3 separate regions of the Mus musculus genome follow, and regions 2 and 3 are each linked to region 1. The links are chromatin contacts, called in public Hi-C and HiCAR-type maps. All regions are on one chromosome and are shown on one strand. Each heading gives the region's core, a stretch centred on a gene start, on an enhancer-like site or on the middle of the called end of the contact. The rest is flanking DNA. Distances are from core to core; before and after follow the strand shown.

What was found. Hi-C and Micro-C count contacts between places; a contact is called where the count stands out from the background. HiCAR-type assays count read pairs that join an accessible place to other places.
Region 2: a contact with region 1 is called in a Hi-C map of cerebral cortex, with 5 times the contacts expected there. The contact joins the enhancer-like site here to the promoter of Negr1 in region 1. A contact is called at or near these places in 3 of 39 promoter capture datasets (hippocampal neurons, maxillary cranial neural crest and pre-B cells), 3 of 484 Hi-C or Micro-C datasets (cerebellum, cerebral cortex and nephron progenitors) and 1 of 115 datasets of contacts at active chromatin or transcription factors (embryonic forebrain).
Region 3: a contact with region 1 is called in a HiCAR-type map of astrocytes, with 2.2 times the contacts expected there. The contact joins the enhancer-like site here to the promoter of Negr1 in region 1. A contact is called at or near these places in 3 of 115 datasets of contacts at active chromatin or transcription factors (astrocytes and neural progenitor cells) and 1 of 9 other capture datasets (liver).

Annotation. Positions count from the first base shown.
Region 1 is chr3:156,559,702-156,564,113 of GRCm38.p6, forward strand. Negr1 (neuronal growth regulator 1) reads left to right here and starts at 2,093. Exons shown (of 7, transcript NM_001039094.3): 1 at 2,093-2,651. The coding sequence starts at 2,494. 4930570G19Rik (RIKEN cDNA 4930570G19 gene) reads right to left here and starts at 1,986. Exons shown (of 4, transcript NR_040399.1): 1 at 1,775-1,986.
Region 2 is chr3:157,038,395-157,042,806 of GRCm38.p6, forward strand. The region is part of intron 3 of Negr1 (neuronal growth regulator 1); the gene reads left to right. Among named protein-coding and RNA genes, the nearest start is that of Gm24373, 170 kb to the right of the region's middle. Within about 2 kb of position 2,392, at least 17 of the 459 cell types and tissues checked have an H3K27ac peak or open chromatin away from gene starts, as enhancers often do. A contact at or near this core is called in cerebral cortex, where this site is marked.
Region 3 is chr3:156,297,914-156,302,325 of GRCm38.p6, forward strand. No RefSeq gene overlaps it. Among named protein-coding and RNA genes, the nearest start is that of Gm33311, 81 kb to the right of the region's middle. Within about 2 kb of position 2,563, at least 18 of the 459 cell types and tissues checked have an H3K27ac peak or open chromatin away from gene starts, as enhancers often do. A contact at or near this core is called in astrocytes and neural progenitor cells, where this site is marked.

The DNA of each region.
Region 1 (4,412 bases), core at 843-3,342:
GTGCACTGCCAAGAATGTTAAATGAAGTACACAAGAGGAGAGCTTTAGGTATCTGGCATCAATATTAGTGGGAGGCTGCCATTTGACAATAATTTCCCTAGCACAGCAGACGGTAAAGAAAAATGTTTTCATTCATCCGCAAATGACTAACATTTTATTGATGTTTCGAAATGCGGCTGAATACTACCGCACTTTCAATTCCCGAGCGGGTTCTGAGAATTAAGCCTGAATACTAATCACATCAGTAGCTCCTGCTGCAAACCTCTCCGTTAATTGCTGAGCCTCGCAGGGAATCTTCTGCAGGGTGGTGATGTTGCTTAGAGGCTCCTGGATAGTCAGTCTGGGTGGTCCCGGGTGATGTGAATTGCTGGCCCTACCCCATCTATCCTTAGACAACGTGATAAATAAAAATAAAAAATAAAAAGCCACCTTGGGTACCACCAACATCTATGACTCCTGCCTGCCTCATCAAGAGCTCAGTCTGGGGAGGAAGCCGGATGCTGACCCCTGCAGAGATCCTTGCTTCAGTGCGCTCTGCCGCGGGGCCCTGCTGGCGTTCAGAAAAAAATAAAAGAATAAAATAAATAAATAAATAAATAAATAAATAAATAAATAAAGGAGTTCAAATGAGCACCAGTGAAAGACGAATGTGTTTTGTAAATACCGCTACAGGCGGAAGGTGGGGGAAACCAAGTGGTGAGGGTAAGTTATTTCTAACCACCAGCTTCCCAAACTCCTCATGGGCACTGGAATCGCTGTTCTGGATTCAGATTCTCTCATTGATTTGCAAATCGCCTGGAAGACCTCTAGGATCTTAGGGTTGAAAATGAGTGCCAGAAAGGGGGTGGGGGGGGGGGAAGAGTGGACTATGGGGTGACCCCCGTGCCTTGTACCCTGTTTTGCCCTGACCTGGGCGTAGGCTAGCAGATCCGCGGGACACTGCTTGCCCCTTGAGGGGTTGAGGTTACTGCTCAAAGGATGCAGGTCCACCCCAACTGGGAGGCGGTGAAAAAAAAAAATACAACTGGGACTCTTTAAAGCCGAGGAATGCCTTGGCTTCAACCGAATGCGCAAGCCTTCCGCCCAGTAGGCTCAAATGGGTTAAACTGCCTCTTACATAACAGGACCGCCTAGCTCCACACAATTAAAACACTGATTGCAGCCTCCTCCAACTCTGCATCCCAGTAAGGCCCGCCCATCCCTCCCGTTGCGCCTGCGTGTCGCGCGCTCCCGGGCCCAGCACGCGCCCTGCACACTCCATCTCCCTCTCACAAGTGGACACTCTGTGCTGACACCACACGCGCACACACACTCATGCGCAAGTTAGTATCAAGACGCACAGAGAAGGGCAGGCGTTCTCCAGTACGCACAGGCGGACTCACACACGCACTAGCTTTCGGTCGGCATGCCCGAATCACTATACTGTCCCCGTAAAGCAGCAGCGCCGCCACAATCCCTGCTTATCTCCAAGAGAGGGTGAAAAGAAATACCCCCACTAAAGGAAAAATAAGGAACGGAGGGAAGGAAACAGGAAGGGGAGAGAAGAGAGGAGAGGAGAGGAGAGGAGAGGAGAGGAGAGGAGAGGAGAGGAGAGGAGAGGGGAGGGGAGGGGAGGGGAGGGGAGGGGAGGGGAGGGGAGGGGAGAGGAGAGGAGAGGAGAGGAGAGGAGAGGAAGAGAGAGAAGAGAGAGCTAACTGGCAGTTTATTAACAGCGCTATTAGCTAGTCAGGATTAAAAAAAAAATACAAGACAACAACAAAAAAAGCCAACTCACTCAGTCTCAGGCGTCATGATGGCGCCGACCCCAACTTGAGCACTTTAAAGTCGGGGGCCCGAGGAGCCGAAAGCACCAGAGGGCAGGCCTGGCCCTTATGCCCTGACTTCCCAGCCCCGCGGCTCGCAAAGCTCTCTAGTTCGCGCTGCCAAGCCGGACTAGACCTCGGCGTATCCTCAGTCGCCCTAGCTTCCCAGTCCCTCTTCTTTCCTCTTTTTGATCTATCTCTTTCGCTTCTCCGGCCCCCCTCCCTGCCTGGTCCTCCATCCCTGGGCGGGGTTGCTACGGAAACGGCCGCTTGGCAACGCGCGCGAGCCCGGGGGCCGCCGGCCGCTGCTGCGCCCCGCGCTGCCTGCGCCGCCTCCCGCGCTCTGCTCGCAGCCTCGCAGGACGGTGTGCGGCCGCCAGGGATTAGCCACGCTCCGGACGCGGCCGGGCGCCCCGAAGGAGGTGGAGCGCGGTGCCAGGGGGCGGGAGGGGAGGGAGGGAAGGCAAGCTGCAGAGGAGCAGAAAGGAGGCGAGGCCGGGGAAAGAGGGAAACTACGCCCGACAACTAGGGAGGGGGCGAGAAAGAGAAGAAACCCACCCACCCACTCAGAAAAAGGAAAAGAGGAAAAAAAATCTCGTGTGGCGCGCCGCCTGGTTATCGGGCAGCCTCGCCAGCAGCAGGGGGTGGGAGCCGACGCTGCCGGAGAGCGAGCAGCCTGGCAGGCACGGACATGGTGCTCCTGGCGCAGGGCGCTTGTTGCTCGAACCAGTGGCTGGCGGCGGTGCTTCTGAGCCTGTGCTCTTGCCTCCCGGCCGGGCAGAGCGTGGACTTCCCTTGGGCGGCCGTGGACAACATGCTGGTGAGGAAAGGTGACACAGCGGTGCTCAGGTAGGGACCGCGCGCCCTCTCTACACTTGCCTCAGTCTGTCTTTCCGTCCCTTTCCCTCTCTGCACCTTGCTTTACACCCAGAGTGAATCCTGCTGTTGCTCACGAGCAAAAACACCACACCTCAGGCTAGCCACGCATGACCCTTCCTGGGCTTCTCGGACCCCGGGGCAGGGGTCTGGCTGGATTAGGGAGAGAGGGAAAAGCGCTTTCCAAGCAGCCCGGGCTTAGGAAGTGTGGGGCTTGAAGGAGGGGCAGGTGCCACTTTGGAGCCAGGTCTCCGCTCTGCTGCCAGCGGTACTCCAGGAGTCTGACAAGTTTACAGGGCTTGTTTCTGCTTCACTCCGTAAGCGACTTTTCTCAACTGCTGGCTCTGTGCTCCATTTATTTTCCCTCTCACTTGAACAGTAAGATCCAAATATTCCATTCAGCTTTTTTCCCCCTCCTGTAGCTGCTTTCCTTCTGTGTTTCCCTCTTCCTCTGTCCCCTATCCCATTTCTCCAACTCCCTCTTCAGTCACCCCTATTGCCTCCAGTCTCTGGTTTACTCCTATGCTATAGTGTTCCCAGTGTTTCCCTCACACCTTAGTTCCTGTCATTCCTTATTCTCCCTGTTTTTCCAGATTTCCCTTTCCACTAATTTCCGGTCCTCACCATAGCCCTTGTCTTCCCCTCCCAGACCATCATCTGTCTCCAGCTTTGCCTCCCATGCACTTTTCTGTCACACCCACACTCAAGGTCCAGTACCATATTCAGATCCCATAAATCTCGATTTTATGAGCACACTCCCTCTCAGCTCTCCCATCCTCTCATACACTGGCACTTCCCTCCTGTGAGAAATGATTCACACTCAGAACCCCCCCCCCCAGTGTTTAAAGGATGCACACTCCACACTCACTCCACACGTGCACCCCCCAACCCCCAACACACACTTCCCTTTCTCTTCTGTCTGTAGTTTTGCCTCTTGTCTTCCCCTATTTTCACTGAGCTGAGCATGAACAGAGTGTTTGTCGGTGAAAGGTCTCCCTAGCCTGTTTTCCTCAGAAGCCACACTACCAAGTATGCCCAGGGGAAGATTTCCTTTCCCATTGGATATAAATTGATGACCAGTCAAGCTTAGCGCTAAACAGGGCTCCCTGCCCTGCCTTGCTCTTCACTTCCCATAGACCCACCTACACTGTCCCCCTGCCTCCCCCCCCCAAAAAAAAAAACCTGGCTTGCTTTGCCAATATCCCTGGAAGATCTTCACTCTCTCCACTGGGTGGTAGTTTGCTTTTGAGTACAGATTACAGGGAGCCAGTATAATACATGCATGTCTAAGGTGGGGAAGAATGCTTATTTATGGTTGAAACAGGCAACGTTTTAAATTTAAGGATGTAGGTTTCAGGCATGACTTAAAGCTTTTTAATTGTTTTTGAGGCCAATTACACAGGACAATTTTAATATATGCTAATACCTTATTTTAAGAATATATTATTCTTGTTAAGTGTCGGAGAACACAAAAGTAATGCATTTCTGCTACAGTATAGAAGAATAACTTTTCATTTTGGACAAGGGTGAGGCGTGCTTTATCATGGAGCAGCTGAGAATTGAATACCTTTTTACTCATGTTCTTAGTTTCTTTGTAAGTTTGATCATCAGCTTTGGAGGCAAGCTCAGTTACAGAAACTGAAATGTGCGTGTGTTTGCAGTAGCAAATGGCTAAAATATGGCAAGCATTACCGTTTTCAGCCTGAAGGATTTGATCTCTCACTCACATTGTGG
Region 2 (4,412 bases), core at 1,142-3,641, 480 kb after region 1:
CAGCATGGAAGAAACTATTTTTAAAAACAAGATACTGACAGACACTTTCATATTCAAAGTACTCAGCGTTAGTTAAAATTAAATCCTTTATTAACAAAGAGGCTGATGTTGTGAAAACTCTAGCTGGAATTTTCCTCAAGCCTTTCTGGAAAATCGCGGAGCACTGAAGAGTCCTCAAATCAAAGTGTACCTGCAGGACAGAAGCTGGCACCACTGGGGCTGCCCAGGCTGGCCACCCACTGTCATTTTATACGAATGTTTCAGCCATTGTCAATAACACATGATACAGATCTGTTGCTTCAGCCTCAAATACTGAGTTCTGAAGGGCAGGGAGGTCTAAATGAGGTGTGACTGACTAGACTGACTGGTGGACTCTTCTTGGTTCTCCAAGGACACTTTCTTGCTGACTCCTCACTCTGTATAGGGTGGGCTCATCTTTCCTGTCTCTTCCTCACTACTTTCAAGGGTTCATTATTGCTCATGAGCTACAGTCTGTGAAATCCCCACCGGGACTTTAGAACCTCACCAATAAACATTTGAGTAGAAAATCACTCCACTTCAGCTGCCCACTCCATCCTTCATGCCGTAAATCTACATTCATTCCTTCCGTCCAAACTGACTCCACAGTCTTAAATTGTTCCAAGGTCATCTCTCAAGTCTAAAGTCCAAAATTTCCTTTAAATGTGATTTTAATCAAACATAAGCAAGGCTCAATGTGTGATTTTTCTGAGGAAAACCTCTCTATCACTGAGCCTCTAAGCCAAACTAGTTCTGTCCCAATACAAACTAGTCAAATGAAATGGTGGTTCAATTTTTTCATGTAGATACTTAATTCTACAATTTTCATTGTCTCCTTTTCCAAAATTTTCCAAATTCCCAAAATTTATATCAATCCCATTGTCAGACAACTGCACAAGGCACAAATGAACAATGAGCCCGAAGAATACTTCAGATATTACATTGTAATAAAGAATCAATTTGCTAAAAATTATCTCTATTCTTCATTTGAGGCCCATTTGGAGAGAAGAAATGTGGAGAAAAGAAAACCACACCTGATTGTTTCAGTCGCAAGATAAAGGCATAAATGCCCAGGTTGTAGAAATGAATGCTCTAAGTATAACAGAATGAAATTCACAGGTGAGAAGACTTCCTGCAGATAAGGCACATATCCGTACGGCTGGCAATGTGAAGTTTGTTAACTTGGTAACAGGGAAGGGCAGATGGGAGCCTAACCACGTGGAGTAGTGATGTACAATTATTTGGAGAACAACATGAAAATTTTAATGCTTGGTGAAGATTTTAGAGTTTATTTTTTGTTTTGTTTTGTTTTGTTTTTTATACAGTGAAGACTGAAAGCCATTAAAGGCTTCTAAGCATTGAATAGTATTAGCAGAACCATGCTTTTATAAAGATCAAACCTGCAAGGACATGAGTACAGGAAGACAAAAATCTATTAACTTCATAAAGGTGGTGATTTTTATCAGCTTAGTTCACTATTGTTCGCCTGCCGCCTATATCTCAATAGGCGCTCAATAAAATTCTTATTGGATGAATGAATCAATTTCCTGATTTCGTGAAGGCCATGGAAGGAAAGCCTACTTTTATTTGAGATACAACTATAAAGCATGGGGAAGATGCAGTCGTGAGGAGGAGGTAGATAGGAAGGGAATAGCCAGGTATGTGGACAGAACAAAGAATAGTTTTGAAAGGTACGTGTTCTGTTAAGTTGAATGCTGTTGGCTTTAATTCCCAGTTATAAACATAGATCAGAATGGAATTAAATAAGAAAGCAGAGAGCTTGCATTATACTATCATTACTATTTTAAGTAAAGAAAGCCCAAATTTCATAAAGGGCACGAGTGACCTGAATAAGCTTTCAGAGGTTCATTTCAGGAGAGAATGGGTAAGGACAGTAGCTAAGGAGTTGTCACTCTGCACAGCCCCCATGACCTCGGTGGCTATGGGCCTGATAGTCATCCCTCTGCTCAGCAAGTTTGGCTTTTGAAAGGAGCACAGCTGGCAAAATGGCTTACAATCCATGACACCCAGTGGCCTGAGCATCTGAGCCAGCAGAGCCTAAAACAGGGCAGCAAAGGACAGGGTAGCCGCCGGCTGAGCCAGTGGTTAGATCCAAATCTAACAAATCTTACAGGAATGTGGGTCTCTAGCAAATTACTTCTCTTGTCTTTTCTTTGTCTGTGGGAACAAAGGCTGGATTATATAAAAATACATTTTACCTTCTCTTTTGCCTGGTTTAAAGATCAATTATGCCTCCCAATTAAAAACATAAAAAAATCCAACTAAAGACAAATGATCCTCAGCCTGTGCGGGAGCTCTTCTGTCTGCCGCAGTGCATGGCTCTCTAGTTCTGTTACAGTAACATCCAGTGTCTCCACGTCCACACTGTGGGAGGAACAGCAGCCACGTTAGCACTTGCCTGCAAGAAGGAAAAGCTACATCCTAGGGAGGGGGTGTGTGTGAAATGCACAGGGAAAGCAAGGCCTGAATTTCAAATTCTAAAACTATTGAAAAGCTGGTTAAATAAAAGCGCAGGATTTAGCAGTCATTTGGGGATTTAATATGGCCCAGCCTGTTTCATTTCTTTTCTCATGAATTGAAAAATCAAAAGGAATTATTTTAACATTCATGTTTCACCCCTACCTTCTCTTAAGAATTATTACAGCCAAACAGCTAGTTTTTACACATAAACTTTTTAACCCATACATGTATGGCTTCTGTTTGTCTTTTTTTCCCATCCCCATAATTAAGGACAATTTTGGGAAGCATCTAACATCACTGTGTCGTTTCCTCTGACCCCACTTTAAAGGCTGCTCAAAATGCACCCTCCTGATGCTGAATATCATTTGGCATTTTTAGTATGGTTGGGGTAGAATTGCAGAACTTTGCTTAATTGTGAAAGAGGCAGATAACAATTGATTTTTTTTCTCCTCCTGTAAAAATGTGTTCAAATCTTCAGAAAATATTTCTCTAATGAAAACTGTGTGGGTGAAATTGGAGCTCCTGTGATAGCTTGTGTCTTGGGGAACCTTGGGTCCAGCATGACCTCTCACCCTATTCAGACTGTATAGCAGAGATTGCGGGAGCCTGCTGCCATCAGCTCACACAGGGAATCTAGGTCTTCAGGAGACTGTATTGTGCGAATGATGTTGTTTGCATTCATCACTGACACACAAGACATCCTGACCTTCCCACTGCCACTGTTGAGGTTTGGGTAGGATATATCTGAAGTGACTGAAGGAACAGTGCATTCTCATGGAAGGTTGTTGATGATGTATCTTTTTATGCAAACCAATGAGACAAAGCAACTTTGATGAAGATGTAGACCCTTAAATATCAAAATCCAGATCCTGTTGTGGATCAAAATATTTTCCAAACATACAAAAGCAGTAGAAAAGTACTATAATAGATGGCTGAATTAATATGCAATAGACAAGAAATGCTTAAATAAAAATCTAAAGTTACAAGTAATGTTTCCAAGTATTGTATGATATTTTTATCTAATAAGCAGCACTGGCTTTGACCAATATTCTTTTCATACTGAGAATGAAGAAAATATTGAAACAATAACAATGGAGGTAGGTTGCTAAGCATTGCCAGACATTTTGTGGCTATCCTCCCTCCTGAATCAGTCATTTGGACAGAATGTAAGAACGTTAAACCCTACAGCATGGGTTTAAAGTAGATGAGTTTCTCTGTCTTTCTAAAGCCCTTTGATTCATAGCAATAATCCTGAACTAGTTTTTCTTAGATGCCTGTGAGCTCACAGCATTACTGTACAGTGTGCTCTCTTCAGTAACTGCCCCCTGGCACCATGATCATAAAAACAGTTTAGAAGCTGGATCTGAGCAACCTCAAATACACTTTTAAGTGTTACATGTATCCGCTCATGTATGTGTGTTGTTAATTAGATGTTTTATTTAGTTTATGTTTAGTTTTATGTAGCTATGCCATGTAAAATATTCACTTGGCAGACTTACTTACTGAAATCTTACTTAGGTTTTTACTTTAATATCTGCAGTTATCATGCTCCAGAGCATTTTTGCACAAATCGTGTAAGTGGTACATCTTCTCCATCATTGTAGGGGAGGATGTCTCCTTCATTCGTTCATCCAGTTCAACACCCTCTTATTCACTGGACGTCAGATTTATGTTCACTCAACTTCTTAAGTATTTTGGAAATTACATAGTAATCAACAGTACATAGTTACTGATAGGTTAAAATTACTGTATTATAACCATAAATAAGCAAACTTTTGGATAATGATAATATTTAACTAGAAATTGAGGAGCCTTTTTAATGGAGATGAAAGCTGAAATGTGTTTTGAAACATGGACAAAACAACACAGCATTAGCTCTGGACTAAATAGCTGAGTAGTTAAGAATGGTTTCT
Region 3 (4,412 bases), core at 1,313-3,812, 260 kb before region 1:
TGAGATAGAAAAATGTAGGAAATAATCACTGGAATGAGATTGAAGTCTTAAATATGACTTTCTCTGGATTTATGGGAATTAGATTTATGTATATATTTTTCAGTTTGGTAGCTGAATGACATTTTTCTCATCTCTACTGCATAGATCAGTAAATCTCACTACCTAGCCATGAGGCTAATAAGAAATGGACAGTAACAATCAAAATGTCCTGAGAGGATCTGTCTTTCATGTTAATAACAACAACAACAACAATAAATAATAATAATAATAATAATAATAATAATAATAATAATAATAATAATAATAATGTGTATTATCTTCCCAGGAGTTTCCAGAAAGAGAGTAAGCAATGTTGAATATCAGTAAATACAGGAAGCTATTTGGACTTAAAGATTAACAGACATCTGATGTTGCTGTAAGATGAATTGCTGTGTGACTCCTATTGTCAGATATACTAGGGGATGGCAAATTTACCTGGCATTAATGTGTGTTTCCTTTGGTGTTTTCTACTGATGAGATAAATAGTGTAAGCCGGGTGTGGTGACACACACCTTTAATCCCAGCACTCAGGAGGCAGAGGCAGGAGGATTTCTGAGTTCGAGGCCAGCATGGTCTACAGAGTGGGTTCCAGGATAGCCAGGGCTATACAGAGAAATGCTGTCTTGAAAAGCTAAATAAATAAATAAATAAATAAATAAATAAATATAAAAAGTTTAAATTCAATGAGATGGCTCTACAGGCAAATAAGCTTGCTGAAAAGCTTGTGGTTCTACTTCAGTCTCTTGGATCCACAGAGTCAGAGAGAACCAACTTTGGCAAGTTATACTCTATTCTCAGCATTCACCCTTCTTAGGATAGATTCACACCATTTACCGTATACTCATACACACATACTTGTATATACACACATGCATGCCTGAACAAAATACAATTTTGAAAATAAAAATAATGTAAACAGTATAACCATCTATCTTTTTACATGCCAAAGTATTTGAATAGAAAGATACCAATTATGTTTCCTTGGCACTCCCACATACATCCAGGTATATATTTAAGTGAATGCAATATAGCAAGTTGTAGAAGAATTTGTTCTTACTGCTGAATGCAATGTGATCAATATAGAATCAATATTGTTTCATGTACTGCACAAAGGAGTGCACCCAAAGCTATGATTCACAGACAAAATCCAGCATACCAACTGCTTAGGGGAATTTGGAGCAGCTTGGGCCTCTATTTGCTGGTGGTGTGATTGCAAAACGGGATATTCCCTTAGTAAGACAGTGCACAATTCTCTTACCTAACTCTCATTTAGCAATCTATAAGTTTTACTTCTTGTCCTTTATGATTGGGGTTGAAATCTTAAAGACAGTCAAGGAGTTCTATAAAATCTTGGAATGTAGCTCAAATGACCCTTGTCAAACTTTAGAGAAAACCAAAGCATTCTTCAGCAGGCCAATGTATAAACCATCTGGCATAAGAATAAGAAAGATGCCAAGAAATAACAAAGAAGAATCGTCCATGGAGAAAACCCTAAAAAACAAAACAAAACAAACAAAACCAAAAAAACAAAAAACCAAAAAAAAAAACCAAATAAAAAAAATGTGCACAATGCAATGGAAAGAGCAAAAGGCTAAGTGTAACCTGTGTCTGAGGAAAATCAATAAATATACAGAGCACAACTATACTAAGGTTGTGTGCATCTTCTTAGCCACACCCTTCTTAATGTAATGCACACCAATGAGATGCACAACACAAAACATAAATCCAAAAGTCAGCTCTGCCTTTGGATGGTGATGGTGGGCCCATATCAGGGCACCAACATCAACAAATACTACCAGTGATAGTGACTGATAAAATAGGAAAAGGTCCTGTTTACTGGGAACCAGAGGACAAATGGGAAGAGAACCGTTCTTTTTACTTCATTTTTCTGTAAATTTAAAACGGCTCTACAAAAAGAAATCCATTTTTAGATCATGTAAAAAATTGCTGTATGGCTTTATCTATCTCAGAGAAAAGTTTGCTAGTGTACAACCAGTGAGATGTTTGCTTCAATTGCTCCAGAAATTCTCCACTAATTCAAAACACTGTGTTTGGATATGAAACATGAGTCGAGGCACCTGAGGAATTTCAAAGGTTTCCATCAGAGTCCCCAAGGTTCCAAAAACACAGACAATCAAACCTTTGTGGTAAGTTGGCAGTGAGAATGTAAAAATGCAGCCAAACTGGCTGTGTTGGCAAGCCTACCTTAGGACAGTTTCATAAATGCATTTGTAGAGTGTGTCAATCTGGATAGCTGCCTGGAATTTCCTGCTACTTGTATGTGTATTGCTATTTCTAGGGAATGCAGCTATCTATGATAGATGATTTCTAGGGAATGCAAGGGACAGCCTCACTCAGTTCTTCTTTACTTCTTCCTAAGGCATTTGAGAAAGGGTAATAAAGATATTATCTCATGCTATGGAGTGTTGACATAATCATCCCTCCTGGAAGCAGGGTTACTCCTGGTGTGTCACTTTCAACAGAGCCACAAAGTCCTGCTGCAGCTGGCTGGTCCCCATTCCTTTTACCACTCAGAAAACACTCAGTAGACATCTTTGCCAATGCTGACCATCCTGCTTTGTGTACTGAGATCCTAAACTGTGCTAATTACTCTGGCTGGAATTCAAAAATCATAGCTCCTTTGCCAGGAGTAAGACAGCGGTCCCTAGAATGCTGGGCGAGGGAGGGGGCTAAGGGGGCTCACAGCTTTCAGCTTATTAAGCCACCATGCTGGCCACTTCATCATAGAAGTCTTTATGCCCCTAGAAGCCAAGAAAGATTTATGGAGCTGCTTACAAATTAAAGGAGATGCTGAATAGGCAAGCACACACTTCAGCTCTCTGTGAATAGTGCTAGGAAAAAATAATAATAAAACAGTGTAAAACATACAATACCACTGTGCTGTTCAACATGTGCAAACTTATGATTGACCTTGGGTTTTAGAATTTATATTACAGATGATTTTGACTCCTACCTGTGAAGTATCAAAGCAATAGTAGTAAACTGTCAACAATCTTTAGGGGAGAAAAGTACATATTTCCCAATTGCAAGCCCCTGTAAACTGCCTGGATTTGTTTGTTTGTTTGTTTGCCTGCTTGCTTGTTTGTTTTGTGGCAATCTCACATGACAAAAAATAATAATAAATTCCACAAAATGACAAATCAATCATTTTTAATATCTTTTATCAGATTCATTTCCCTTCTTCCTCTTGGGGGTGATTAATAAAGTTAATTTGGTGTTGAAAGTGGCCTCTTTTCCTCCTTCTCCAAAATGTATTTGAAGCCAAATCTTTGCTATAACTGTCAGAAATTTGGAGTTTAATGATTTCCCTGAGGTCTTAGCTCACTCTAATTCCCATTAATGGGTTGCAGTTAGTACAGAAGACAACCACCGTTTTGTTATAACACAGCTACTCTGTGATTTGGCTAAAGGTTTGAGCATATCTGATTTTCTTAATACCCAAGTAAAATTAGATAAAAAGAAGAGAATTGCAAATTAGCAGTGTTTAATTTAGGTTCATGGGGCTGCTGATTTGGGCTTTCCCACAGAGCTGGCTACAGAGGCCTGGCCCAGAAGCAGCCAACAACACCCCATTCCCCAGCCTTCCCTTTTCATCCTGTTCCAGGTTGAACACCCTCCTCTCTCATCTCAGAGCTTTGACCTCAGCATGAATTTTTCTAATTTTCCCTGTTCTCTGTTATTTTTGCTGCATACAAGGCATTTATAAACTCCTTTATGAGAAAATATATAAATTACTTATTGAGTATTTAATATTTTGCCAATCCTGACTTACATGCAATCAAGTGAAGATGTGGTACTGCAAATGTAAATTACTCTGTCATCAAAAACTTGGAATTTGGCAGGAGATAAAACCTATGGAAGAAACAATGGCAGTCCAACAGAGGTCTTTTCAATTAGATGCTGAATCATATACCAGGCAGAGTGAGGCCTTAAACACTCTAAAACAAAGCTCTGACTTACGATGTAGAAACGGATTTAGACCATAATAGATTTCTGTCAACACTAAAGTTTTCTGAATGCTATCTTCAGAGAAGACTGTGAACATAGTAAATGGATTCATCAAATTAGGACAGTAAGAGCAGCGTGCTCATGCCCTTGATGTGGAAGGCATCTAGGAACAGATCCAAGTGGAGAGGGGAAATCTTCCTGGCTTGGATTGTATGCAGAGCAACGTGTGCACATGACAAGGCTGTTCTCCTGGCTGTGCCCCGAGGGTTAAGAGACTTCATTTTGATTTCTAAGTCACTGAGGAATCTGCTTTGTGGATTCATCATGACCTCTTCATGTCCACAAGTTTTCAAGAGAAATAAGAGAAATGCTCCCTTGAGGCTGGATAGATGGCTTAGCAATTA